Linked DNA regions of Sus scrofa: regions 1, 2 and 3 are each linked to region 4. A link is a contact called in public Hi-C and HiChIP or PLAC-seq data. All regions are on one chromosome and are shown on one strand. Each heading gives the region's core, a stretch centred on a gene start, on an enhancer-like site or on the middle of the called end of the contact. The rest is flanking DNA. Distances are from core to core; before and after follow the strand shown. Region 1 holds the start of NRIP1 (nuclear receptor-interacting protein 1). Region 2 overlaps NRIP1 (nuclear receptor-interacting protein 1). Region 3 overlaps NRIP1 (nuclear receptor-interacting protein 1). Region 4 has its middle 160 kb from the start of NRIP1.

Region 1 (7,514 bases), core at 1,857-4,356, 160 kb before region 4:
GACGCAGGTAGAAGAGAAAAAAGAAGCCTCCTAAAGCTTCCCAGGACCTGCACCGGGCTCCCCCTAAATGCGAACCCCGTTTCTGACCCAGAGGTAAAGTGATGGTTGAGGCCTGGGGTCCAAGGGGCCTCGCCCTCTGCAGGGGAAGGACAAGCACCGACGGGCCGGGCCCTGGGGTCTGCCTGGAGCCAGGGCGCTCCGGCACCTTTTCCTTTTCACTTTCCCCGGTCCGGGATCCAGCGAGCACCGAGCAGGGAGGCACCCGAGCGAGAGGCGGGGAGCTGCGCCCGGCGCCGCCCAGAACGCCCGGGGCGGCGAGACCCAGAGCTGCAAGGCGAGAAGGGCTCCGGGCCGAGAGAGCAGCCGAGCAGGGCACGACCCTGGCCCGGACCCCCAGTATCCGGCCCGGCTCCGGGGCCACCAGGCGGCCGCCCCACGGCCCAGGACCCGCACGGACCCGCCAGTGAGCCCGGAGCCAACTCCCCAACTTGCGGCCCCGCTGCCCGGGCCCCCCGAGTTCCCGGGGAGATTCGAACACCGCAGGAGAGGCAGGATTTCCCCGGAAACCACCCCCACACATCGCCCGGCCGCCGAGCCCACCGTGCTGTCCGCGTCCGTTCCCGCAGCAGGCAGCCCCGGCCCGACGCCCCGACGCCCCCGCGGCCCTGCCTGCCAACGCCGCCGCCGCCGCCGCGGGCCGCGCTCCCGGGTCGTTTCCGGCGGCGCCAGCGGCCGCTCCTCTGAGCCCCCCGGCCGCGGCCGCCACTCACCCGAGGCCGCCGCGGCTCCAAGCCCCGGGCTCCGGCAAGCTCACTCCGCCTAGGCGCCCCGCCGCCCGGTCCTCCCCCGGCGCCCCGGCGAGCTCTTTCCTCCGACCAGCAGCGCTGCTGAGCGCAGCAGCAGACGCGAGGCCACTGGCTGGCGCGCGGGCGTGGGGCCGGATCGTCCCTCCGCCTCGGCCGCCTTCTCCTCCTCCTCCTCCTCCTCCGCCGCCACGGCCGCCGCCGCCTCCCGAGTTCGGGGCTCTGCTGCAATGTCTGCGAGGCTGACTTTGAGCGCCTCGCTCGCCGCCCGCCCGCAGCCGCGCTCCTCCCTCCGCCGCCGAGTCCGCCGCGGCCCAGTCCCTCCCCTCGCCGCTCCACGCCATTCAGCTCTTCAGCCAAGTTTCTTAACCCTTTTCTCCCCCTCTTTCCCATTGTGGCCGGGGCGGGAGGCAGGAGCCCGGGTCCCGGCAGCACGCGGGAGCCGAGGAGCCCCCCTCGGTTGGCTGTTTTCCTCCTAGCCCGCCCTTCGGACTGTCGGGCGGGGGCTGCGGGGACCCGCGGCTGCGGGAGGATCGCGGTGGCGGGGAGAGGTAGCTGCTCCACGCGCTCGCGCAGTCCCCCGCGGCTCCCGGCTCTGTCCAGCCGCCCCCACCGCCGAAGGCGCCGGGACAGCTCGTCCCAGGGGCCCGGGGCATCGAGCTCATTCCACAGGGCAAATGCTCGCCTTGGGGGGCACAGCCCGGGGACCCGAACGCCCGGGGTCCCCTCCTGGGTGCTGACGCCTCAGGAGCCCCCTCCTTCCATTTCACCCCAGGACACGCGTCCCCTTGGCCCCTTCTCGCCACCCCCAACTTCCACCACCTTGTAATCTGTGTGTCTTGCTTTAATCTTGGGGGACAGGGGCACTAACTGCAGGTCACTTGGACCCCACGCCCAGCACGTAGGAGGCACCCAGGGATTAAATGCGGAGTGACTCCCAGAGGAAAACTGGGAAGGAGACCTGAGGAGTGCTCCGTTCGGCTCCCCAGACGGACGGAGGACCCAGGAGCAGGGTTTTTCTTCAGCTGCTTTGTCACTGCGAAGTCTCCAGCGGAGTCCGTCAGCGAATCTACATCATCCCCGGGAAGAATCTGACCCGACCAGACAAGGCAAAAGGCACAGGGCTGCCACTTCTTCAGCAGCTCTCCCTGGTTCAAGCTCCGAATAAGAAATAACAATTACATCACGAGGCTGGGGCGGCAGCGCGGTGGAGCCTCTTGGTTTCCTGCAGCCAGATCTCGCTGAACCCGCCTCTAAATTGAGGGGGATAAGGATTGGTGAAGAGAGAAAGTGGAGGGAGGAGAGAGTCATACGAAACCGTAATTTCCCCTTTCTCCCTGTATTTGCTGTTTTAAAATCTTATCCTCAGCGCTCCCCAGACATCTAACTAGAACTATTAACACCCCCTCAACACCTCCCCAGATGTCAGGTTTCTTTTTGACTACTAGCATCTAGCATTTAGTAACTCGCCATGAAAAACAAAATTACCGGGGGAAATGAGTACCGTTGCTGAAATTGTTTTTGCTTGCTCCGAAACGCTAAAGTGCAGCTTAGCCTCCCTTTAAACTCCGAAATGGCATGCCTGTTTTAAAACACTTATTACACAAAACAAGTGAGTGGATGAGGCATTCCATTCTTCTATGTAGGAAACCTTGTGAATTCCATAGCATTTGAAAATAGAGTTGCTGGTGCACTTAAAAAAAAGAACTATCCAAGTCATAAACAGTATTCTATGCCTGTTATGTAATGGCTGTGCTGTGCATTTAAAATGTCATTTAACCTTTACAAATATGAATGAGAGTTCTGGAATACCTTCACAATCTGAAAAGTGAAAGCAATTTTTCAAATTAATTCTTAAATCCAGCCCGTAGCACAGTGCTGGGTACATGGTAGGTTTATTTTGCTCCATGGTGATACTGCATTTTAGAACAATTCTTTTACATCACTCTGGTGGTTGATTCAACTGTGCAGTCTGTCGCCCTCTTATACAGTTTAGACCTCTTATGATAGTTTGTTATTTGCATATACCACTGTTTGAAATCTGTTCAAGACAACTTGGTAAAGTCTGCTGTTCTATAGCATAACATTAACCCAGGATTGATGCAAAGCCAAGTCTTCCAATTAAGTGATGATCAGCATAATTGGAGCTTGGCTCTTTAAGGAGTCAAACTTGTTTAAAAATAAAAAAAGTCAAACTTGTTTTAACTCTTGTACAAATGTTTTCTATGTATTATAAATATTTCTGTTTTCTAAAACAGTTTGGCTTTTTGTCGAAATTCTGGGTTAATTTTATTTAAAGTGTTTATTATATAGTAGGTTATAGTGGATTTAGCAACTACGTCCAGTTCCTGTTCTTTATCAGGCTTCTTCCAAGGTGTTAAGGCTGCTCCCAGGAGGTATATAAGCCATCAGTCTCTGCCCTGAAAGACTCTGGGATACTGGGACTGAGTGATTATCTCTGCCCGTTGTAGTTTCTCTCCCCCTTCTCTAACTGACAATCTGGTGTCTTTTCTCTCTTTTGCCAGCATGCCTGCCTCCAACATTCTCCTCCTCTTCTGATTGGCAGCTGCTAGTCTGGTGAGGTCTGAGAATCCAGATAGCCTCACTTGTCACAATACAGTCTAAAGTAAAACTGAGTGGGTTCCCTGGAAGGAACTAATGTGCTCACCAAGGAGTAAAGCACATGAACCTTAGTGCATAGATTCTGTGACACATTTGGACCGCTCAACTGTTGCTCTGAAAATATTCTTTTTGCTTCTTAGCAAGAGTTTTAGATGATTGCAGTTGGTAGATAAACAACTTCCTAAGTCAGGTTATATCAAGTTTTGGTCTTGCCCTCCAACACTAGTGTTAAAAAAGTCTGCTGCAATATGTTAGGTGACTTAACAAAGCTGCTCACCTCATTATTAAGCTCTCTTCTCAACCTCACAGAACTCCAATCATTGAAATCCTGAACTCTTTTTGGTAGTGCATTAGTGTTAAGTAAATTGCACACCTTTTGCAGAATTCATTTTTACTTAATCATTCTAATTGTGTTGGGGCTATTTTGTTGTTCTTTGTTTTTTTTTTTTTTTTTTGAAAAAATCAATACCTAAGTTTCCTGGCTAAGAGAGTCATTGCAAGGATACTGGGGCATATATGTAATATAAGAATGCCTATTCAGTAATTTGTGTAGTGAAGACAACTCTCATATAACCAATCGTGATGTGAAAAAGACACCCTTGAGCTTATATACTTAAACACACAAGTAGGTTTACAAACCCTGGGGTTCCTGTGGGCTCAGAGACTTACAGTTCGGGCTCAATATGTTCATCCCCCACAAAGAAGGCATCTGGGAGAGGCGTGCTTATGATGTGCTCCCTGAGTCTGTCCTGCTAGAGCATTGTTCACACCAGTTGGTGACAGGATGTTTAACCATTCTAAGTTCAAGTACTACAGCCCCAGGGGCCATATCCCTCTCGTTCACATTTGGGTACCTCCATCACTTATCCCTGGCACACTGTGTGTGCCAGCGGTAGCCATCCGGTAGATATTGGACAAGATACTGTCATAGCCACAGGACAGAGTCTTTAATTCTACTTGGGGTTCAGGTGTGGGGTAAGGCAATTCAGGGAAAGTTTTACAGAGAACAGAGTGCTTCAGCTGGCCATTCATAGGTAAGAAGAATTTGCCAAGTAGGCAAAGTGGAAAGCGGTTCTCAGAAAAGGAAAAGACTCTTTAAGTAGCAAAGTGTGAAGAAAACAAAAATGGACATTGAGAAGTATTGAGCCCACTTTCTACACCATGAACTAGTGACTAGTGAACTATGACAGCTGACAAAAACATTCAAATGGGATCTCAATGTAGTTAGGTTGTTATGTCTCTCAGTCTCTTAGAGAAGCACTGTCCAATAAAAATACAAAGCTAGCCATAAATGTGAGTTACAAAGGCACTTTAAAATTTTCTGATAGCCAATTTTTTTAAATACAAAGAAACAGGTAAAATTAATTTTAATAATATATTTCACCTATAATATCAAAAATATCATTCTGTGTGTACACACATAAAATTATTCATTAGATATTTTACATTCTTTCACGCTAAGTTTTTAATATCCAGTGTGGTTTTTACACTCCTAACCTATCTGGATTTGGACTAGTCACCCTCAAGTGCTTAACAGCCACATGTGGCCAGTGGCTACCACGTGGACAGTGCAGCTCTAGGGGACAAATGAAGTCTTTAATAGTACAGTTAAAGGAAGATTTAAGATGAAAATCTAAATCTTGTGAAATCTGTGATTTTATTTGTGTTGATTACAGGTGTTTAGCTATGTTACAAAGATCACTTTCTTGTGTCTAAGCTTTTATGCCAATTAGAGAATCAGCAAAGTTTACATTTTATGTACTGTGTCTTCATTAACCATACTGTAGTTACAGCTACTTCTAGTTCTAATAACTCTGGTGGTAGACTGTCAGTGTAAACTGGCTTTATAGCAGGAATAAAACTCTATAAATTTGGGGTTGAATAAACTTTAAAAAAATCTTCCTTAGAACACAGAACTACCCCTACGCTCTTACTGTCAAGCATCTTCCTGGCAATAGAAGCCTAAGATTTTGCCCTTCAATTCTTCCATTCCCAGTTACTTGTAGAGTATAAATGTACCCCAGTCTTTGTTTGAGGCAGTGACCTGCTGGAAGCTGCAGCAGTAAGGATGTGCTGCAGTGCCCTGAGTACTGAGAAAGGTCTGAAGAGCTAAGATGAAGATGTTTAAACACCCTGTCTGCAGGTTACTGTGCAGTTTTCCCTAATGAGCCTGGAGCCCTTTTACTTTCAGTGGGGCATGAGTGCCAAGGACTGGCAAAATGAGGACACTCAGATTCTACAATAAAATGAATCCTGAAAGCTGGATCTTTTTTTTTTTTTTTTTTTTTTTTTGGCTTTTTAGGGCTGTACCTGCGGCATATGAAAGTTCCCAGGCCAGGGGTCAAATTGGAGCTGCAGCTGCTGGCCACAGCCACGGCCACAGCAATGCAGGATCTGTGACCTACACTACAGCTCCTGGCAACACCAGATCCTTAACTCACTGAGCAAGGTCAGGGTTCAAATCTGCATCCTCATGGATTCTAGTTGGGTTCGTTAACTGTTGAGCCACGAAGGGAACTCCAAAAAGCTAGATCTTAAAAACAAAACAAAACAAAAAACCCTGACAGTGATTGCATACAAGCATTTAAAAGTGTGTAAGGAAAGGGCAGATACTTTAATGGAAGGCAAACATGGATGCTCCCCAAACAAGAAATGTCTGGTATAGTTAAGCAGTCCAAAAAGCTAATAAATCCCAATGAAACTAAGAAAAACCTGCCAATTTTGATGCCATAGCAACTTAATAAAATTTACAACTGAAAGTAAATATTGCTATAACTGGATCACCTTGCTCTATACCTGAAATTAACACAACATTGTAAATCAAATGTATTTCAATTAAAAAAATAAAAATTAAGAAAAGAAAGCAAATATAACATGGAATCCTATCCTTTCACATAGAAATGGGTCAAGTAGATCTCATTAAGCATTCTTACCATAAATGAACACAAAATTTATTTTTGGGATTTCACAAATATACATTTGTATAATAATAAATCATTTGGGTAAAACATAATCTCATCCCTTTTAAGTAATTTTATTCAGATAACCTTCAACTAAAGCAGAGTACATAAATTCAGCCCTCCATATCTATAGATTCAACTAACCACGGAAGGAAAATATTCTTTAAAAAATTCCAGCAATTTTCAAAAACCAAAAGCCAGCATCTATTTACACAGCACTTAACATTGTGTTTACAACTATTTACATAGTATTTACTTTGTATTAGCTGTTATAAGTAATCTAGAGATTAAAGTATATGGGAGAATGTTTCTCAGTTATATGCAAACACTACTGCCAATTTATATAAGAGACTTGAGCATCTAAGGATTTTGGTTTTTGTGGGAGGTCCTGGAACCAATCCCCTGCAGATACCAGGGACAACTATATGTGTTTTTCCAAATTATTAAGGATTCTCTAGGAAAGAAAGCGATAAAACATGATATAACTGAGAATAACCAGGAAAAAAAAAAAGAAAACATGATTTATCCTTACCATTTATGCAGATGTTTGACCCTCAAAAGACATAGACATAGACTGACCAATATGTTTTAGATTTGTTTAGTTTGAGAAACATGAAATTCTTTTTTTTTTTTTTTTTTGTCTTTTTGCCTTTTCTAGGGCTGCTCCTGTGGCATATGGAGGTTCCCAGGCTAGGGGTCTAATCAGAGCTGTACCAGAGCCACAGCAATGCAGGATCTGTGACCTACACCACAGCTCACGGCAATGCCAGGTCCTTAACCCACTGAGCAAGGCCAGGGATCGAACCCACAACCTCATGGTTCCTAGTCAGATTCTTTAACCACTGAGCCATGATAGGAACTCCCATAAAATTCTTATATAGTTTATTTTTCCACAAAACCAAACTAAAATTACCCTCACCCTCAAATATACACACACATGCACACATACACCCACACTCCCTAAGATTTCACACAATTCAATGCAAAAAGAATAGTCTTTTCAATAAAAGGGGTTGGGACAACTGGATGTCCATATAGGAGAGAATTAAATCTGACCATTTATTTACACCATACACAAAAATCAACTCAAAATGGATCATAGACCTAAATGTAAGAACTAAACTACAAA
Region 2 (7,313 bases), core at 3,896-6,395, 230 kb before region 4:
TTTTATTAATTTAAAATTGTTTATAACCATAAAATTATTGTTTAAATTTGATAAAATTGAGATTTTCCTTGTCTAATACCATGTAATAAAAAATTATTGCTGTGGCAGGAAAGAATTATTAAAAATAATAATAAAATTAAATTAAACCATAAAAGAATTCTGTAGAATCTTGACCATATGCATAGATTTGGGCTAAGATTCAAGATTCAATACACAATCTAGTTTAATATCTGGTAAAATGCTTGAATTAGAATATATATTCTAATAATATATATATTCATATAATATAAATACATAAAACATTTTCTAAGAATTTATAAAATAAAAATATCAACATAATTTCATAACTTTAATTTAGAGCTTTAATCATAAAAGACAGTTGTGAATAATTCACATTATTAACACAGTTCCCAACCAGGTGTTACTATTTCCATTGCATTGTGTTTTACACTCCCTAGATGGTAATAGTTTATTAAGCAAAGGGAAAGTTCACTGAATTTTTAAACACTTTTAAAAATTTTTAGCTGTGCCTGGGGTATGCGGATATTCCCGGGCCAGGGATTGAACCCACATCACAGCAGCGACCTGAGGCACAGCAGTGACAACACAGGATCCTTAACCTGCTGTGCCATCAGGGAACTTCCTTTAAATGCTTTTGAAAATGGTAAAATCTTGGATAAATGAAGGATGTATCTAACAGGATTCTTATATGTAGGATTACATCTGGTTGAAAATAGATAAATAATGAGAAGGTCTTGGCTGTTTTTAAGGAAAAGATCTTAAAATCAAATTCTCCATTAAAAACATTTCAATGACTAAACATTATTAAGTCCCTTTGTATGCCATTTAAATGATGTCTAATGAATACCTCATGACTTCCAACTGCTTCCATGAAATTCCCAATTTCTCCTGCATTATCAAGTAATGCTTGAGTACCGAATTTAAATTAAATGTATTTCTGAATCGGCACTTTGGATTCTTGGCTCTGGTCAGTCAAAACAGCAGAAGTTAACTGAAAGGCTACTCCTATTGGACAATATTATCTACATTTTTCTGTAGATGACTGGGGGGGTGCTTTTCATGCAAAAGGAAAGACAAACATTTAAGATGTTTCAGTAAGCATTCAAAGAAAATTCCAAAGTCCTAATTATTGAAACTTTTACTTAAGCAATACAAATCCAAGTAAATAATTCAGAGAACTTGTTGTTCTCTTAGGTGAGACTCTGAAAGTTTTAAGAGTTGAAAAGGGAATAAAAACCCAAGAAAAATTTATCAAGAAAATATAACATCAAACATTTATGCAAATGGATGAGATTAGCTTTCGAAACCAAGGGCCAGTGAAAAATTAGAATATATAAAACCCAATGCTTAATGTCACAGAACAAAAAAGGAAAAGTGAAATTTCAGGTAACAGTCCTGGGGCTTCATTGAAAAGTGAAGACTACAATGATTCCTCCATTAAAAGTTAGTTTTTGAAAAAAAATTAACCATTCAATTGTTGCCACTTCATAGCTGGGAATAATATAAGCACAGTAAAGGAGGAGCCTTAGGATTTCATTTATTAGAAAATATTTCCAACTACTTGAAAAAAAATAAGTATATGTACTTTGATATAATTTAAATTCCAAGATATTAATTTTCTTTGCAGTTTTATCTATCAAAAGATGGATGTATGGTTGTATCATTTGATGGGTGCCAAGAAAATAAACTTACCTAAAAAAACAATGCTCAATGGAGAGCCTCAACATTTAAAATTAGACCACAAGAGCTTCTTGCTCTCTCCCAAGGGTTCTCATTTTAGATGTAAATACTCTTAAGAGATGGGTAGCAGAAGCTACTGACATTGCAGCAAGTAAAACAGCTGCCCAGACTGTTCTCCACTGCGACCTGAGGGACTTACACATTTTTGCCCAAGGCCAAATTTTCTCCTACCTTCCAGGTCCATCAGCTTTAACTTGCTGTCAGCTGCTTCCACAGGAGTAAGAGTTTCACTCACATTCCCAAGCAAGAGACTCACTAGGAGACACGAGTGCTTGACGGACTGAGCGTTCAACAGAAGGACATAGGTATCTGAGGACCTCTTCAACTCTAACACTTTATTTCTATGATTCCAAGTAACTTATAAAATTGTAGTTGATAAAAACGACAAGCATTTTAACCAAAAAGATGATATGCTGTCACAAAGGTGTGGAGATATCCCTGACCAATATATTTTATAGTCTTCTTACTGAATTCTAGGGGAAGGAAATTATTTTTAAACAGCCATACAACCTACCCATCCATTCCCCCAAAGTTATTTTATCTTCACTACTTTCATTACTGGAGTCACAAAATTTCAAACAGATGTTTACTTAAAAGCTAAATAGAAGCTTATATTCAAACTGGAGCTTTTGCTTATCTCTTGATGACTGTATACCAAACACAATGGGAGAGTAAAGACTTCAAACCCTTGATAACACAGATCAATGCATGAGAAAGGTAAAATAATTGTCCCCTATAAATGATTCAGGGAAGTGAAGAGCCCCTCTGTTCTGAATTATCCTCACGAGGCTTATGTCTATGAATCAGATTCAACAAATCCACTATTCATTTTCTTCTGTCTCCATAGTTTATATAAAAATTTAATTTATAATCAAAATTAAGATTATAACTTAAGAGATTTTAAATTAAAAACATTCACCAAATCAAAGCAGCTAGAGAAAGAGCTTAACTGACAATATCTGTTCCAAAATAGAAGCCCTCCATGGACGCTGTACTGTATTATCTTGAAAACATAGAAACTAGAATTTTTTTTTTTTTTTGTCTTTTTCGTCTTTTCTAGAGCCACACCCACAGCATATGGAGGTTCCCAGGATAGGGGTCTAATTGGAGCTATAGCCGCCAGCCTACACCAGAGCCACAGCAACGTGGGATCCGAGACGCATCTGCGACCTACACCACAGGTCATGTCAACGCCAGATCCTTAACCCCCAGTTGAGGCCAGGGATCAAACCTGCAACCCCATGGATCCTAGTCGGACTTGCTAACCACTAAGCCACGATGGGAACTCTTTGAAACTAGAATATTTTTAAGTAAAATTAATTCTAACTAATTTTTTAAAATTCAGGAAGATAGTTATTATATGTTAAAGAGTACATGTGATATTTATTGAACATTAATATTAATGTCTGCTCACTCTTTCAGTTAAACAATAGTTTCTCTGGAGAAACATAAAACTAACATTATTTGGTGGCACATAAGTGTGGAAAGAAAGGTCTAAGTATAAAACCCACAGTATAGCTTCTCCTAACTTTTCCAATAGCTCTTCAAAGTAACTGGTGCTTTCTATCAGTCTTGAGAAGCATAATATTTTCCAATCTCCATATATTTTCATATTCCAAACTATGAAATATAATGGAGAATGGCACTTTCTTCTCCTGGAATTGTTGGAATATCTATAGTACGTGTGTGTGTGTATGTGTGTGTATGCATATATATATATATATATGAACATCCTTTGAGACTGGAGTATAAATCCTATTAAATCCAACTACGTTTTTCCCATCCCCAAAATAGATTTGACATACAGACCTAAGCACAAGGTCAAGGTCACAGATCACTAAAAAAGATTACCAACAGAACTGATGAAACAGCTGGCATTAGATCAAAGCTCCTGGGGTTTTTAGTATACTTACTAGACACACTGCATTTACTCACAGGGTACACCCTGTTCTTAAAATGTTCCCCATCTTTGAGGACAAGATCTTCATGTACTTTTTTTTACAAAGTACGTTCTATTAAGAATGTTGCATTAGATCAAAGAGTAGGATAGAAAATCAGTGTATATATGTTTCAGAATCATGAGTTGTGTATGTCTGTAGGCCTGCATATTTATTTATTCATTTGTTCTAACTGATCCTTGCCAAGTGACAATTCTGAAATCAATTTAACTTGCAGGTTCCTGACTCAACCATGCTCCCCAACACTTCCAAGCCTTTGTACCACTTAAAATAGGAATTGTCTATTTTTTAGTATCTTGGGTCACTTCTTCCCAAATCCATAGATTTAAGTGCTAAAAATAGGTTGAATCAGAAAAATTTTACAATGCATCCTAATCTTCTGCAATAATTTTCAAAGTATACATATAGGAAGAAACTCTGCTTATCAATAAGAGCAACAAAGTGATTCTTAATGGAGTTTATTATTCAACAGTGTAATTATCTAACAAAACCATGCCTTTTGTTTCAGCTGTTCAAACAATATATTGAATTTATCTTAAATTACGTTTATAAAGTCAAGAGTTATGTGGTGAATGTCCTTACTGAAGCATTCTGACCAAGAAATTATTTTTAAGGATACATAAAATACTGTTGGGGTAAATGTGTAATATAAAAGCTTTCCTTGTTAAATCAAGCATCACACCTGCTGTAGCTTTATATAATTTTCAAATTATGATACATGTATATGCACCCATTATCAGTTTTTCATTTTGCAAAATTATTTTTGATCACTTAAATAGGTTTGAATGAAATACCAGAATTGTCCTATCCTAGAATGTCCACTAATTTCTCAATTACCAAGGAAAAGGGAAAAACAAATAAATTAAGTATCAGTGAAAACTGAACTTCCACAATTCTCTGGTGGTCTGGTGGGTTAAGGATCTGGCATCAGTGCTGTGGCTTGGGTCAGTGCTGTGGCTTGGGTCAGTGCTGTGGTGGGACTTAGATCCCTGGCCTGGGAAACTTGCACATGCTGTGGGCGTGCCTCCCCCTCCCCCAGCCAAAAAAAAAAGGGGGAAGAAAAGGAACTTTTTTTACCAGGCAGAAGCAGACCATGAGTATAACAAAATTATCAGTAATGGGCATCAATTCATACATCAAACTTTGATCACAAAACCTATAGATATATTTTCTATTTTAAACAGAATTACTTATAAAATATATTTTATATACAAAGTCTATTTAGAGGAATCATTTATCACTTAATTAATAATTATGTTCTTTAGGTGCTGCCTAGGTAAAAGTGCTGCCTTGCTTTGTGAACTCTGACTTGACTTGCCAAAAATGGTAAAATTATCATGACATCATGCTTCCTGGAACAGCCCAGAACACAAAGCTTTCTAGATTGAGGATTTTAGTCAGTCTGTGGCAGAGAATATCACTTACAGACCCTATCCATGGACAGAGAGAAGAGTGGTCACAGTGTAAAGGGAAGAAGCCAAGGAACCCCATTGGTTCCCACCCCAAGGGATTAATGAGCAAAACAATAAGAAAATGCACACTGTACCTGAAGAATTTCTATGTCTTCAAATAGTAACATGTAACATTAAAATACATTTTTCAACTAGGGAGATGAAGCTACTGGCACACCACTGGTAGGCTACTCACTTTAAATGGTTTCATTTTGACTGTGAAACTGCCACCCATACCTCTCTATAACGTCTCCTTTGCTCATCAGTATACACGGCAAATGTCTGAAGTAAAAACCTCAGGAACTGTAGCCAGTAACTGCCCATCTGAGACAGGCTGTGCTGCTGTCCAGGTCTCGGGCATACTCAGTCCAGGAGCAGGGAGAGTCCGCGTGATTTGCCTCGGCACCTGATACTCAGATACAGATTGGGCTGCGGGGTAGAAAGGAGGCTTTAGAAGAGGCTCTATGGGCTGGAGAAGAAGCAGGAAGAACAGTGCTGGTAACATAGGTCAGTGTCTTTCTGACTTCACTTTACTGGACTAAAAATGCTTCCGGGTAATTTTTACTTTGGCAACTGAGATCATTAGAAACAACTACTACTACCTACTATGAACGTTATTTAATAAAATTAAAACATTTTAACATCAAAAATTTAAATACTTTAGCTTTGTGAGAATCTCCGTTATATACATCATTCCTTCTCTCCTTCTCTCTCCCTTTCTCTCTTTCTCTCCTTTTCTCTCCCTTCTCTCTCCCTTCTTCTCTTCCTTTCTTTCTTTCTGTTTTTCTTTCTTTCTTTCTTTCTTTCTTTCTTTCTTTCTTTCTTTCTTTCTTTCTTTCTTTCTTCCTTCCTTCCTTCCTTCCTTTCTTTCCTTTCTTTCTCTTTTCCTTCCCTTTCCTCTTTCCTTTCCTTTTTAGATAAAAAAGATATAGGGACTGGCACATATATGCCATACCTCTCTGTTTGTTCAATTCCACCATCACTTAAGTTCTTATATCAATATTTACTCTATATTTTGCTTTATTATTTTGGTACTTACTGTGCTTTCAATTATAGCATTTATATAAAATGAATAATGTGTTTTATATTTAAATCCTTGCCATTACACATGAGGATATGACTAAGACATAACCATGGGAAAAATAATGTGACGTAGAATAAAAAGAATAAAAAGTTCTTGACAGAACTTTCTGCTCAGTGTCCTTCTCCCCTTTCACCCACACAATCCTTACCATCATCATCACTTGATAAAATATATCAGAGTTAAAAATGCATCATATAACAATGCTCCATTTGCTGATAATCAAGCTCAAGGAATAAAATCTTTTACAGTCTGTAAGTCTCAGCTGAGGACTCACCCCTTCCCTCCTTGGGCAGCCTTCCCTGAACTATGCAGGCTGGGGACCTGCAGGACTCCCCAGCACTACTCAGTACATCTTTCAATCATCTCATTACAAAACTGCATTTTGCGCCGTTTATGCGTGGCCCTCAACTAGAGTGTAAAGCTCTTCTGGGCAAGGAGTCCACCTCTGTTGTCTTATATCCCAGCACCTGGCAGGGATCACATTCCCAGTAAAACATGCAACAAGTCAAACACTTAGAGGTTCAGACAATGAGGGGTAAGCTGTCATAATTCTAAGGTACCTTAAGATTTAAAACAATATGATAGTGCCATTTGTAATGTTTGGTTTCAAATCTAAGACCTCCTTTGTCCCTCTAAATATAAACTCACAAAAAAATTACAAAATCAAAGAGTAATAAAGTATTTTATCCTACACAGGAAGTTCTCTGGATTTGAAAAACATGTGACTAGTATTCCCGTTAGAAAAACACAAGATTTTATAGCATTCTTGCATTTTTCTAACAGAATACCTGTCACACATGCAATAAAATTGGGTCATGATGATTGTTGTACAACTATAAATTTTGTAATAAAATTCATTGAGTAATAAAAAAAGAAAAACACAAGATTTAAATACTTTCAAGAAGATCTTTATTTTAACATCTCTTTGTTAAAACGTGATCATTTTTCACTTAATTTCCTCTGATCAGTGTCTTCCTGGCCAAGGTTTTAAGATGTAATATGCTTATGGACTATAGATAAGAATGAGCAAAGGTTTCAAAATGCTGGTATCATAAAGCT
Region 3 (7,407 bases), core at 3,650-6,149, 180 kb before region 4:
AGCTTCTAGATGTTCAGAATTTTCTTAAACCACTTCATTGAGATATGATTTATAGCCAAAAAGCTGTACATATTCAATGTATACAACTTGCTGTGTTTGGAGGTAAGTATACACTCAGGAAAACATCACCATAACCTATGCCATAAACATATACAATCATGTTCAAGTTTCCACCCGCCTTTTTATTTTTGGTGTGATAAGAACACTTAACATGACTCTTAGCAAAATTTTAAGTATAAAATATGGTATTGCTAACTACAGGTACTATGATATATAGTAGATCTCTAGGATTTATTCATCGTGAATAAGAGAAAGTCTGTACCTTTTGACCAACAGCTGACTCCCCCTCCCCCACTTCTTGGTAACCATGGTTCTACTCTTAGCTTCTATGAGTCTGATTCCCTTAGATTCCATTTGTTATTCTGCATCTTGCTTATTTCACTTTAGGTAATCTTGGGGTTCATCCGTGTTGTCACAAATGACAGAATTTCTTTTTTTAAGGTTGAATACTATTCCAATGTATGTAAATACCACACTTTCTTTATCCATTCATATGTTATTGGACATGCTGTGCTGCTTTCAAGCCTTGGTTACTGTAAATAATGGTGCAAAAAACAGAACAATGCAAATAGCTATTCAAGATCCTGATTTTCACTTTCTTTGGATATATATACCTAGAACTAGAATTCCCAGTTCACAGGGTGTTTCATTTTTAAGTTTTTGAGGAAACTTCACACAGTTTTCCACAGTGCTTATACCAGCTGGTGCCCAGAATTATGCTAAGTTCTTCCCAACATACCAGTGACAAACACGACGGAAGATTCTTGATCTCAGAGAGCTTTCATTTCGGAACGAGAAAAGGATCAATACAAAATTAATTTTAAAAACATTCATAGTATTTTAAAAGTGGAAAGTGTTGTGGAAAAAGAAATCAGAGCAACCTAAGGAGGAAGGAGAGAGGAGGCTCCCAATTTGAGTGGAGTGGTCACCAGCACAGACCATGGAGAAAATGCCATGTCCGTATCAGCTAATGCAAGAACTTTAGCTTTACTACAACTGAGGTGAAGGCTTTTAAGCAGAGGAATGATTTCTCTCTTTCTCCAATGGCTAATAACATATGCTATTATAACTGAGTGTCAAAGAGTAGAGCTGATTCATTTAAAAGGGAGGAAGGAGTACTATTAAAACGTGTCAGTGAGGATGGCTATAAAACTACTACCTTATATCAGGAAACAAGAATAAGAGCAAACACAAGTGATTATGGCCAGTCTTGCTTAATAGGCTTTACCCCTCCTGGCAACCCTCTGGACATGACCATTTTCATACCGTATCCATATTCCAAATTCTGAACACAAAAAAGTTGAAAACAAACCAATCTGGTAGCAAAATCTGACCCAAGTTCATGTGACACAGCTTATGGTTCTTGATTCTCACTTGGCAAATATATACATAAAGAACATTAACCACCCAAATCTAGGTAACCTTTAAATATACTAATTAATGGAAAGTCATAGGTACATCTATTTGTATACATACAATCTTTTTTTAACTGCCCTATTTTACTCAGAAGATAGTGGAGTTACATCATATGTCACTTTATCACATTAAAATTAAACCAGCCACGCTTAAAAAAAAAAAAAAAAAAGAAAAAGAAAAAACAACTAAAATTCTATCTAGCATATAACCTAGATTACAATAGATGACATGGATCTGCTGTTACAGATTCTGATTTTACAGTTTAAAGATAATGTACTTTTCATACAAAATGCCCCCTAAATACTGGCTAATTGCTTTATGTGGTGTTCAACCAAAACCAAAAAATGCTATTTATTTCAACACTGAAGGAGAAAACGCCTGTTTGAGACCTACTGAAACATACTATATTAGCATCTGCATGGCATCTTTCCATCGACTTTTTTAGGATAATTTTAAATAGATATGAATTTGACTAAGGCACTGTCTTTAAAAAACTCAAGGTGTAACTTTATAACTATGCTGGCTAATACACACATGGCTACCGAGTAGTTTAAAACTGAGCAGTCTGAACTGTGATGGACTGTAAAGTAAAAATACATGCTGAATTTCAAAACCTTACTATGAGAGAAAAGAATGTAAAATATCTCATAATTTTATACCAATTAAGCAATGGAATAATATTTTGCAGATATTCAGATAAATAAAATATTTTATTAACTTCCCCGGTTTACTTTTCTGTTTTAAATGCGCCTACTAGAAAATTTAAAATTTGAGCAGCTCACCTTACACTTCTACAGAATAACTCTGCTCTCTACTAAAGACTGAGAAAAAGATTAATACAAAATTTCACAAGTACTTATGTTGTAGAATGAATAATTTCACTTTAAATCACTAGACTACTACGAACACAGATAAAAGTAGCAATAAATATTCATCGGAAATGCAGAAGTACTACTTGTGTTACTCATCCACATCCATGATTTTAGATATTCAAAGAGGTATCCAAACATCCAATAATAAAGCAAAAGTCTTCCTTATATGATAAGTCTCATTTGTTTTAAAACCCATTTTAAGATCATGACTATCCAGTTAATACAGAAATATGTACTTAAAGAGGTTGACCTATTCACTACAACTTTAACAAATACATTATTAAATGCATTGTGCATCCTTCCTTTATCTGTTTCTTTTCCAAGCAAGACAACTGGCAAGTTTTTAAAAAAGACAAACATGAGACTTAGGGAAGGTATAAAAGTGGACACCAAGAAGGAAAGGGTAGATTTGGCTGAAGGAACTGTGTTCGCCACTGACTTCAGCCAAATAGGCTGGTATATCCTCATGGGGTCTTGGGGTTGTAAAGAACAAAAACACAAGGCAGGGAAGTCTCACAAATGATGATCCTAATATCCTTCCTTCCTGGTAAGAGATCACATGTGCTGAGACGCAGGGTCTACAAGCAGATGAACTGTTATGCTGCATCAGTCTAGACAGATGTGATAATGCAGGGGGAACTCAGCAGATGATGTTCAGAAGCAGAGTCAGGTGACCCAGTTAAATGTGTCCACGGACCCTGACGAAAGACCGATGGAATCACAGAAGGCAGCTGGCTCCTACAATGGGAGGCAGAACTGCCATGGGCAGGAAGAACTTCAAGACTGCCTGAATGTTTAATGTATATTTCACATGGTCTTAGATTAATAGAAATCTTTTATAACTCATTTTCAAATTACAACATTCTTTAAAATCATACTATACTGAAATGGTAAAATGTAAATACCTCAGATGTTTAATAAAGACAAAACTGGTTCAGTCTAAACCAGATTTCTTTTTCCCATACAAAATTCAGAATTTACCAACACTAAAATATGTACCTCTTCTCTGTTACAAATGCCAAACAACTAGTTTATCAATCTCTGAAACTTAAGAAAAATAAACAATTAAAAATGGCATAATATTCTTTCTTTCCTACAACTGAAAAGGCTTAACTTTATTTTTTAAAAGTGGAGCAATGAGACAAAATACAATACCTTCTGGATGTGTTTCTCCCAAATGTTAAAATAATGGGTCCTGAGAACTGAGTCCTTAAATCGCTCACAATCCAAACACTCTCTGAAAATTAACAGAAATAAGTGTTACTTCAAGTGCATCTTAAAGAATTTCAATAGCATGTTTTACAATGAAATCTTAACTACAACTAAAATAAAATATTTGAAAAAAAATTCTTAATTATATATGTTTTCCTTGGGCATAGCTGTTGACCACATCTGATATAAATATGCTTCAGAAAATTATTTATACTAAAGCACACTACCTGTCTTTACACTGAATAAAGACTCTATCACCAGTTCTTAAATGTGTGAGAAGTTAATGTCAATAACCAAGAGGAATTCTGATCAAGGATCTTGGGAGAAAAAGTGTTAGAATCACTTGACAGTTAACATAAGAGTTGAAATACCTCATTTTTTCCCCAGCTCATTAGAAACAAAAAATGTTAATAGAACCATCCTAGATATAGAATGACATCAACATGCAGGAAAGTTTATACCTTCAAGAACAAAAGAGTGGGTGAAATGTTTTTTGGCCAGCAAGAGACATGCCCACACTTTAATACTGTGGTGGCTGAGGAAACTGTATACTGATCAATAGGCCAGTGGACAGTGCAACTAGCTGCTGATAAGGAAGGTATAGTACAAACTCCGAGATTTCACCACAGCAGCATTCCACTGTGTTTATGTCTGGGTTACATCTCTAGAATTCTCAATTCCCCCATCCCACAGACTATGATCAGTTCTCAAGGATAATAGCTGAGCCTTCAGATAAACCTATCCATCTAAACTTAAACTCCCAAAATAAAGTATTCTTCATTATCACTTCATTTTACCTGATACCCTTCAGTCTCCTTAAAACCCATACATAGATTATAAATGTCTGCGGGAGAGGTTCCCTTAACATCCTAGGGAAGTAGGCTCTTCAACCACTCTGCCTCTGGGTCACTTTCTTTGTATCCTGCTTACCGTTACTCTCCCTGCAACTGAGAGCCTTTCATTCATCTCTGAATCCCCCAGTACCTAGTATGGTGCAAGGCATAGAGCTGATGCTGAGCTAATGTCTGCTCATGTAAGACTTTATCAACTAATATCATTCTAAAGTTAAAAAAAAAAAAAAGAAATACAAATAAAGGAAAGAAGGTTGGTCATAAGCCAACCACAATGAAGAATACCTGCCTTTCTTTTAACTTCATGTCTCATACACCACACACTCAATTCTCAGTCTTTCTCCATACCCCCCACCTTTTCTCTCTCAGTTCTTCATTAGCAAGACTCTCCTACTATCTATGTCAACACTCCCTTAACCCCTAGAGACAGTCAGCTGGGCTGGGTGGCAGATCTCTTTTCTGCCCAGGTGAATTGGGGACTCTAGTCCTGCTGTCTGAGGTCCCGCCTCAGTTGGCATGGTGACTGGGCAAATCCTTTACACACATGCATCAGCAGCTCCTGAGCTATCCTCCAGCAGCAGCAGAGAATGCCATCTATATGTGTAAATGAAAGATACTTAGAACCACAACTAACGGCAGAATGTTCCTAAAATTGTATTAGTAGACAGTAGGCATCACCTTAAAACAGAAAACAAATGAAAAACCCTGAAGATACCGCCTAGTGATTAAAAAGAGAGAGAGAAAAAAAGAAAAGCATTATCATTTCCTACTAGGACACCATTTTTCAGCAGCTAAATAAAAACATTACCAAATCATTTTATATAATAAAATTTAACCTTATTTTGACCTTCCTCATAAAGCAAACAAACCTCTCTATCCAATAAAGTTCCATCTGAACTATGTAAGATGATAAGCAATACCTTAATTGCATTCATTTACATGACTTTGAAACTATTCTGGGCTGAAGTCACTGACTGCAAGGTCACAGAATACAAAAAAGTAAAATGTATGCAATTCACCAAGGAGGAATGGTGTACTCAGACACTGGGGTAGACCGTCCCCCTCCCTCATTAGGAGACACCAAATGCTTCATGCAATCAACAGGTGCAGCCATCCCTAACATCTCTATCTGATATCTAATATATCACACATATACACAATGATTTTATAAATATACATATAAAATGTCGTAAGAATATATATTTGATAAATCCATCATATATTACGGTTTTCTTACTAAAACCAATCTCCCTGAATAGAGGCAAAGGACAATCTATGCTTTAACTGCATTTAAAATCAAAACATGAAATAAGGGCTATTATTTTTTCCATTGTCTCACAAAAATTTATAACAACTAAAATTCAGATTATAAAGCTGTAACAATTTTTAGGACAAGCATTGCCACACAGGATGCTAAGTATATTAAGTGCTTCTGCTTTCAGTTTTCATAACCTAAACATTTATTCAACTGATTTGCTTAGAGGAGAGACTTTGACATGTCTTAGAGTCAATAATACCACATTAATAAAAGTAAAGGAATACAACTGATTGACAGAAATTGACTACCATAAATTATAAGGGACCATGTGTATTCTTCAAAACTTCAGATTGTATCCTAACACAAGAACAAGTTAGTCCTACAAGGTATTTCCCTTCAGTAATATTCTAATACAAACTAGATATAATTAGTCTTTGAACTTGCTGAAGAGAAGGAAACTAAAAGAATAGGATCTAGGGACCTTTAAAAATGTTTGTAACATTCGTATGAATGTAGAGCCTCACATATCTGTTCTAGGTTTAATACAACATCACCAGGAGCTTCATTTAAGAAGTTTCTGTCCATTAAATGAGATAAATCTCTCATATTTAATTTGCTACCAAAGCACTTTGATACTGCTCAAACCAAACTTTGGCAAGTTAAATATGATTTAGTGAATGAAAAGTAATGATATAAAATTTGGTCTTCTTCACCTTCTCTCCCTACACAGAAGGGCAGGAGTATTGCATGTAAATCTGTATTAGATCCAAATCATTTCAACTGATGCTACTCCACAAAGAATATAAGGATGAAAAACATTTATTTAAATACTATATTCCTAAATAAATCCCAATACCTTGATGTCACTTTGTCCTTTTTAAATGAGAAAAAAGACATCTCAATTTCTCTCTATAAGTTAGGCCAATTTGTTGTGGAATAGCTTAGTAGTAAAATAAATGCATACATATATTTTAAAAAGTACTAGCACTTTTTATGATCCACACATAACTCTCAGTGACCCTATTTTCTTTAGATATTTTAATTCTTTCTATAAGCAGTAATCCAGGGTTTAACATGATATAGATAATATGCATGATTGTATAATAAGCAATTTATGGTTCACATAGTTTGATAAGGACAAAAGGATTGAGCCCATCAGCGTCTTCTAATATTACTTCCAGTGTTCTTGGCCACATTTTTATTTGATTTCAAACCTCGGGCTCATGATAATTTTCTGATAAATAGGATAACTTTCTGCTATTTCTCAAATACTTCCCTCGGTCCATCCAAAAGACTGAGTACAGCTTTATGTCCCTAAAGCTCATTAATCATGATCACAATACCTAAAGTTCTATTTCATATACATAAAATTAGGACTCTCCTTTCCTTGGATATTAGAATATGTTAAAAGCAATTTTTAAAACCACAATCTAGCCTTTGTATCTTTATATGAACTACTTACAACCTTGAACTGAAAACAAAGTATATTAATGGCATCATTCTTACAGGTCTCAAAGTTGAAGAAAAAAGTCCAAGCCTGGGTTCTGACACGTGCATCTGAACAGCATGCAGCAATCTCAGGCGAGCTCAGTAAACACTACCCACGTAGCAGGTATGCGTGTGTGTGTGTGTGTGTGTGTGTGTGTGTGTGTGCGCGCACGCACGTGTGCACACACACGTGCCCTCCTCTTTCCATCTTCTCTTTTCCTTTCCCCTTCCTTCCCCAGGGAGGCCAATG
Region 4 (7,316 bases), core at 147-2,646:
CTTCCTTTTATACCCCTTTTTGAGGTAAGACTCATCCCATTCTTCCTCATTTTAGGCTCCAGTGGAGTCAGAAGGATTAGGCAATGGGCCTGACTGCAATGTTCCCGCCCCACCCAGGGGTCAGGGCTCACGGCCAGTTTCCTCACAAGAGGTCACTGTGAGCTGAAGCTGCCTGATCCCAGACACACAAGGGCAGGGACTCAGAGGTCTGGCACTGCTGGCTGTAGGACCAGTTTAGCCTGGTGACCAGGTAGATGACCCAGCTGCTCTCCTCACTCACTGCTGTGTTCAAGTCTTGGAGACCCAGATTTTGAAAGTGAGAGAAACAGACATTAAAAACCCAAAGGTAATTAGAGAGGGAAAAAAATGCTATTTAATTTACACACTAGAAAAAACAATTTTGCCTCTACAAAATATGTTCTTGGTTTCTGATAGAAATATTATATATTCATTGCATCTGTGAGCCAAATATTGACCTGACCATGGCTTTTAATGATAGTGTTAGGACAAACCTATTAATTCCTATATCAAAGAATAAAGTTAAATGAAATTAGATTTAAAAAAACAGTGCCTCTAACCTTGAAATCTTCCCCATGCTTAGGGTTCACATTAGAAGTTCAACAGCAGTTGGTCTACCTTCTCGACCTCCTCTAGACCAGCCTGCTTTCCATCAAAGTATTAGCAATCATGATGTGTTACATTTGTTTTTCCTACTTTATTTCTGGGCTTTTCAGTTTTGTCTAATAGACCATGTGTTTTAAAGCAGCATATTGACTGATGAATCTATCTTATGTGATTCTTCACACACCCTGTATATTTAAGCAGACACTTAGAAAATGTGATTCTATTTACAACATAAGTTTGGGCAAATTCACCCTTGCATTTGGGTTAAAAGGATCCTAATCAATTGATTATCTAACTTCCATCACTTCCTCACTGTCTTGAGATTCTTTGACTCAAAACATGTAGGGGAGAGTCTGAAGTTGTTTTGGGCTCAAAGCACATTTTGGTTGCTTTTTTTTTTTTTTTTTTTTTTTTTTGTAAAATAGTTTTTGGTGCTGATGCATTTCCTTAATATTATCTACAGTAAGATAAGCACCAACACCCTGATATAAATGTGCTTCCAGACAACCCAGAAGCTGTCATTTTATTCCATTTTCTCCTTCAGTTGCTCCCAGAATCCATTTCAAACAAAAGAATAAAAAGGATCACATAAATAGGTTAGATCAGGGGTGAAGAAGAGAGAAATGCTCATAAGTTGCAAACAGGAAAAGAAATTAGGACAACAAGGCTTCGGAAAGGTTGCAAACACATTCATAAACAAACATAGACTGCCCTGGAACAACCCTGGTGTTTGTCTTTGCTGTGATGGTGCAATGTGGCCTAGTGGTCTGACCAACTGGGACTGCAGTGCCTGGGTTCTCAGTTTTGCTTCAGACTCACTGCTCTGTACCTCATGGCCTTGGACTGGATGGCCTTGGACTGGATGGCCTTGGACAGGCTTTCTTGATCTGAGAGATAGGCAGATTTCCCAGCTGCAAGGCTCAATGTTTAAGGGAGAAAAGGTTGCAGAAGGGTGAAGAATATTGCTACATCTAAAGCAAGACTATCCTACATGAATGATCAATGCAAGAAGTTTTTATTTTTACTTGCATATTTAGAGTCAAACTCCAATCTTCTCTGCCATGCACAGGGTGCTTGTTTGTTTTGTTGAGGTCCCTGATAGTCTGGGTAGTTTGGAAAGGAGTGGGAGTGTGTATGAAGAGCAAAGGGAAGCATCTATTGCAATGTTTGGTGGTTTTCTGTGTTGTGCACGTCCTCTCTCTCCATCTCCAGCATGGATTTCTCTCTCTCTTTTTTTAACTTAGGAATTTATACTGCACTGTTAGGTTTTATAATTAGCATGACAAGTTATTTGTATGTTTCTCCAAATGATTGCATCTTTGCATATTATAAAGAAAGATATTCAAACATATCTTAAGTTCCCTTTAAAGGCAACCACGTTTAAAGAAAGCCCCGCTTCTATTAAAATTCCGCACTCCTTGGAGCGGTTCAGTTTAGCTGAGCTTGCTGATCAGTGAAATCCATAAATAGTTAAAAGCCTCCAGCCCGTGGTAAAGAGGAAGTAAAGTAGACTTATCTCATGACCCAAAAACACATCAAAAACTGCAAAATAATTAACTTTTTACTTGGTATTTAAACAAAGTATTCTAGAATGAGAATTTTGTTATTTCTGAATTGGGTTTTTACCTCAATGTTGGAGTCAAATAAACTTGGAAATATTTATGCTTTCTTTGATTTCAAAGGGCAGGCTTTAATAAGAAAATTACTGCATTTGTTTTTTTAAATCATGTAATCACTCAAGAGGAATTGATTCACAATAATTGCTATTAAGACTTACGCAGAAGTTACAAAATATAAAAGCTAATTCTTTAAAATATATATTCCATGTTTAGTAGATTTTTTTTTTTTTTAATGTTGAACATTTCTTGATTTTTAGAGTTGTTTCTGGCTTCTAGAGCCTAGAAAAATGGTCTGAACCAATAACTTCTTTTCTGCTTCCTTCTCTTCTCCTTCTTTCCCGCCATTCTTTCTTTTTTTCCTCTTGCTCCCCCTTTATCTTCCCACCCCACCCCTGCCAACTTGTATGAGTGCCTACTGTGGACCTGGCACATTGATTGACACTGAGTGCCTTGGATTTAAAGGTTAAACGAACCCAAGATCTTCACACAGCAGAGTCCAGGGAGGCAGAGGACAGCAAACCCCACCTACCCAGATGCCAGAAGATACTGAAAGCCAGAATGAGACACAGACAACCAGGCTGCAGGAAGTAGGGTTTCTGGGAGAGCTTCTCAGAGAAGGTGAGTTTTGACCAGATACTGAAAGATAGATTAGCCAGGAACTTGATAAGCAAGGACACTGAGAACACCATACATAAAAGCACAGAAAGAGAACACAGGTAGATGTACATAATTTACTAGTGGATGGTTGGGAAGGGTTAGAGGAGTAGGAAGAAGAGATAAAGCTGGGGTCTGAGGTGGGAGCAAGGGATCTCCATGTCTGATTATGAACTTTGGATTGATTCCTGTGGGTACATGGGAGCCAGTGAAGGTGATTAGCTAGAAGAATGTCAAGGCAAGATTTGCATTTCAGAAAGATGGCCCTGGCACCCTTCTGGAGGTCTCTAGGGGAGGAAGGTTGAAACTAAGAGCTTCTAGGAGATACCATGTTATACAAATGTGAATTTTCTTTTGGAATCAACCTAGGGCCATGCATTCATTCATGCAGCAAGCTTTTACTTAAACACCTATTTTCTGCAAGGTCACCAGCTCGGTGCTGTGGTGGAGACAGAAAGAGTTAAGACATAGTCACTGCAAGGTTCTTAGCAGGCCTCCCAAATACTATGTTTTAGTAAAGCAAGCTTGCTGCTGCTTGAAACCCACCAGGGAACCCACCATGCATGGTCCATGACATGCATTCTTTGAACAGCTTAATTCCACTCTTCTAAAATTCCCCTTGTGTTTTTGTTGTTGTTAAGTGCAACAACTCCAGTAAGTTTAATAGCATCTATTCATCCTCTTTTTAAAGAAATATTTTCAGTGTCAATGGCATTTCCCCCAGTACTGACCATTAACAAAAATGTATAACACAATGAAGAGCAAAACTTCAAGCTTGTAAATCTGCAGAATTCCCTGATCTGGGTAGATGAATTTCCTTCATTTCTAAGAGTGTTCCAAGAGCTATAAGTCAATTTGAAAGAAAAGAAGCTGGTTGAACATTCTCACTTAATTCCACTTGTAGGAAGTAAAGAAAGAGAAATTAGCACCTATCTCAGTGGAGTGTTCTGAGAAATCACTGTGAGAAAAGACAGAGCGTGATCTCAATCAGAAGCTTCTGCAATAAGATTTTGGAACCAAATATAGCCCCCATAAGTAGACTCGGCTTATAAGTGGAAATAATCAATCTTACAATTAAAATTCTGGGGCTTTAGATAAAAGAAAATCCCAAATAATCTTCATTCATATCTTACACCAGTTTCTTTGGGTTTTAGAAATTACAGCACTTGACTATGATGCAATCTTCTTTAAGGGCACTTGTATGAAACAATTTCATTTTTAAAAATTAGGAACACTTTTCATAAAGAAATAGTTTAAGGGAAAAATGAAATAAAATTGGAAATACAGGTAACTCTGGAAATATGACCATAAGCTGATCAAAATGGATGTCATACAAGGAACAACAATTGAAAGCTAAATGCAGAACTTGTAGCTCATATATTAATAATGCAAGAACCATATACATTTATTCATAATAATTGACTGAAGATAATTTGGTGTGGAATAATTGAACCAGAACTAATTGTTGCTCTCCGCATTTTATTTTAATGCCATAACCTGATTATTACAAAGATTTTCATACTAAAATTTAATGTGGTCAAAATTCAAGCAGCATTAATGTCTGATTATCTATGCATACAATACATATATTATGGATACTATGAACAAAATGAATACAAAACACTTTTCAGTCTTTTATAAGAATATGTATTCCTATACTAATTACATAACTAGTTCAAATCATTTGGGGTTAGAAGAAGTTACTCTAGGGGGGAAATATGATTCTGTTTATTTCTTGGAAGAAAGCTTCAAAAATAACAATGGACCCTGAAGAATCTATAAAAGTAATATGAAGAGGAGTCTATCAGCTCTCAAGGATGCTTCAAACTGCTTGAAGTTTATTTACGTGGTCCACCCACAAGGACAGGGAGGACTCATTGCTTTCCAGCATCTTCTGGACAGATTTGATGCCATAGGACAAATGGAACCAAGACATTGCTAAGAATGGAAAATAAAAACCAAGGAAATTGAAGAAACATTACATCACTGGTGCTGTTCTTGGTATCCAGAGACTTGATCTCAGTTCTTGCCTCCACCAAAAATTAGCTTCAAGACCTTGAAAATGGCAGTCACTTACCCTGGATCTCATTTTGCTTACCTGTTAATTGTAAGTAATAATATCTGGCCTATACATTTCACCAATTATTGTGAGTAACAAATGGAAATAGTGAGATAAGAAATGTATAACTGTGTCTCAAATCGTCAGGTGCTAAAACTTTGCTAGGTGACGAATACAATTCTCCGTAGCTCCTTCTCTCTCCTGTAGTGATTTCTTTTCTTAAGTACTGAGAATACACAGGATATTCCAAGAATAACTCCCCCAGAACATGTAAGTTCCCAGGCTAGGGGTCAAATGAGAGCTACCAATCTACCAATGCCAGATCTGAGCTGAGTCTGCAATCTACACCACACCTCATGGCAACGCCAGATCCTTAACCCACTGAGTGAGGCCAAGGATCAAACCGAGTCCTCATGGATACTAGACCAGTTTGTTACTGCTGAGCCATGACAGAAACTCTTGAAACAAATATTTTTAAAACAATTCCTTAATCATCAGAGGAGACATTTTAGCCTGGTTCAGAAAGACCTACCTTTGACAGCAGTCTATTCAGGTATTGATTTATTCAGATATTCAAGGGTAAGCAATGACCCCTTCACACATTCCATAAGACACAGAGGCTTGTCATTTCAGTAAATCTATAAACTGATAATTGCTGTTTTCTAAAGTTCCAGTTTATGGTTTGTGGTCTTTGACACCTGCATTGTTGATCTCATATATTATAGGCTTCTTGAACATACAGATTTTTGTTAGAACAAGCCTTTCAATGTCTACTTTATAGCCACTAGAGTTATGTTAAAAATGAACCCTGATGAAATGGAGTTCAACTTAAAAACTTTATTCAGTTGAGGTCAGCGCAACTCAGCAAACATTTATTTAGGGTTAATTCTGGGCTGGGCACTGTTTTAGGTACAAGACTATTCAACAAGGATTTAGATATAGTCTGGGCCCTCCAGGAACTCCCCCTGACTATGAGATACTACCCATCTTCATGGGATTTCATTTGGGCTTATTAAAAAAAAAATATTTTTCCAATCTAATAAACTAACCATGTAAAAAAATATATCTTTGGAAAAAAAAAGAGAAATTTAATATGACCCCCTGTTAGGTGGTAATTAAGAATTAGCATTATTTGGAGTTCCCATTGTGGCTCAGTGGATTAAGAACTTGACTAGTATCCATAAGGATGTGGTTCAATCCCTGGCCTTGTTCAGTGGGTTAAGGATCCCGTGTTGCTGTGTCTGTGGTGTAGGCTGGCAGCTGCAACTCTGAGTCTATCCCTGGCCCAGGAATTTCCATATGCCACAGATGCAGCCCTAAAAAATAAACAAAGAAATAAATAAAAAATAAAAGGAAAGAAAGAAAAGAAAAGAAATTAGCCTTAATTTTGTGATAATTGCATTGTGATTAGGTAGACAATGCCCAGTTTTTTAGACACATGAAGAAGTCAGAAGAGGTGAACCGATCCATGCGTTGGATATACTTTTTTAAAAATTCAGGAAGCAAAGAATAAAAGAAAAGAAGATAAAGGAAATAAATATGCCCAAAATTTGAGAATCATTAAAACTAGGTGACAGGCATTTGAGGGATTATTTATTATTCTCTTTCCTGTTGTGAACATTTGGAATCATGCATGTTAAACACATTTAAAAAAATCGGTTGCCCAAACTTCTGGACTTTGTTCTCCCCCTTTACCGAGGATAAGCTGCACATTTTCAGCCCAGGTTGCACACTGGAGCGTGTGTCCATCTCAAGGGGTATGGTGTACCTCCATGCAGTGTCCTATGTTAAGTCACCCTGGAAGGCCTCAGGTCACCTCAGGCCTTTGCTTCGTGGCTCAGCTAGAACTGATGATTTTCCCCATCTCTGAGCACTCCCAGACTTTCGTTCGTAGTTCTATTATGGTATTTGCACAATTTTATTATATATAAATGTTCCTTGTCTATTTCTTCTGCTGGAGTGGAAACTCCTTTAGAAGAAGTGTTGATATTTTTTTTTTCTTTTTGCCTTTTCTAGGGCTGCTCCTGTGGCATATGGAGATTCCCAGGCTAGGGGTCTAATCGGAGCTGTTGTTACTGCCAGCCTACACCATAGCCACAGCAACACAGGATCCGAGCCGCATCTGTGACCTACACCACAACTCAGGGCAACACCAGATCCTTAACCCACTGAGCAAGGCCAGGGATCCAACTCACAACTTCATGGTTCCTAGTTGGATTTGTTAACCACTGAGCCATGAAGGAAACTCCTGAAGTGCTGATCTTAATTCTTTCTTTTCCCCTACTTATCACGGACACTGACCGCAAGTCCACTCTCCATCAAATAAGACCCTTAAAAATGTCTGTGAAATGAAAGTTATC

The links. Hi-C and Micro-C count contacts between places; a contact is called where the count stands out from the background. HiChIP or PLAC-seq counts read pairs in DNA pulled down with a chosen protein or histone mark.
Region 1: a contact with region 4 is called in an H3K27ac HiChIP or PLAC-seq map of alveolar macrophages. The contact joins the promoter of NRIP1 here to the enhancer-like site in region 4. A contact is called at or near these places in 1 of 5 promoter capture datasets (liver), 8 of 47 Hi-C or Micro-C datasets (embryonic fibroblasts, liver, retroperitoneal adipose tissue and 1 more) and 2 of 2 datasets of contacts at active chromatin or transcription factors (alveolar macrophages and skeletal muscle).
Region 2: a Hi-C map of liver shows a contact between it and region 4, with 4 times the contacts expected there. The contact joins two enhancer-like sites. A contact is called at or near these places in 1 of 47 Hi-C or Micro-C datasets (liver) and 1 of 2 datasets of contacts at active chromatin or transcription factors (alveolar macrophages).
Region 3: a Hi-C map of liver shows a contact between it and region 4, with 8 times the contacts expected there. The contact joins two enhancer-like sites. A contact is called at or near these places in 1 of 47 Hi-C or Micro-C datasets (liver) and 1 of 2 datasets of contacts at active chromatin or transcription factors (alveolar macrophages).

What each region holds. Positions count from the first base shown.
Region 1 is chr13:179,913,120-179,920,633 of Sscrofa11.1, forward strand. It overlaps NRIP1 (nuclear receptor-interacting protein 1), which reads right to left and starts at 3,107. Exons shown (of 3, transcript XM_021070819.1): 1 at 1,765-3,107.
Region 2 is chr13:179,837,111-179,844,423 of Sscrofa11.1, forward strand. All of the region lies in intron 2 of NRIP1 (nuclear receptor-interacting protein 1), which reads right to left. Among named protein-coding and RNA genes, the nearest start is that of NRIP1, 75 kb to the right of the region's middle. Within about 2 kb of position 5,146, at least 13 of the 83 cell types and tissues checked have an H3K27ac peak or open chromatin away from gene starts, as enhancers often do. A contact at or near this core is called in liver, where this site is marked.
Region 3 is chr13:179,892,637-179,900,043 of Sscrofa11.1, forward strand. It overlaps NRIP1 (nuclear receptor-interacting protein 1), which reads right to left. Exons shown (of 3, transcript XM_021070819.1): 2 at 3,504-3,585. Among named protein-coding and RNA genes, the nearest start is that of NRIP1, 20 kb to the right of the region's middle. Within about 2 kb of position 4,900, at least 7 of the 83 cell types and tissues checked have an H3K27ac peak or open chromatin away from gene starts, as enhancers often do. A contact at or near this core is called in liver, where this site is marked.
Region 4 is chr13:180,074,580-180,081,895 of Sscrofa11.1, forward strand. No RefSeq gene overlaps it. Among named protein-coding and RNA genes, the nearest start is that of NRIP1, 160 kb to the left of the region's middle. Within about 2 kb of position 1,397, at least 11 of the 83 cell types and tissues checked have an H3K27ac peak or open chromatin away from gene starts, as enhancers often do. A contact at or near this core is called in alveolar macrophages, liver and retroperitoneal adipose tissue, where this site is marked.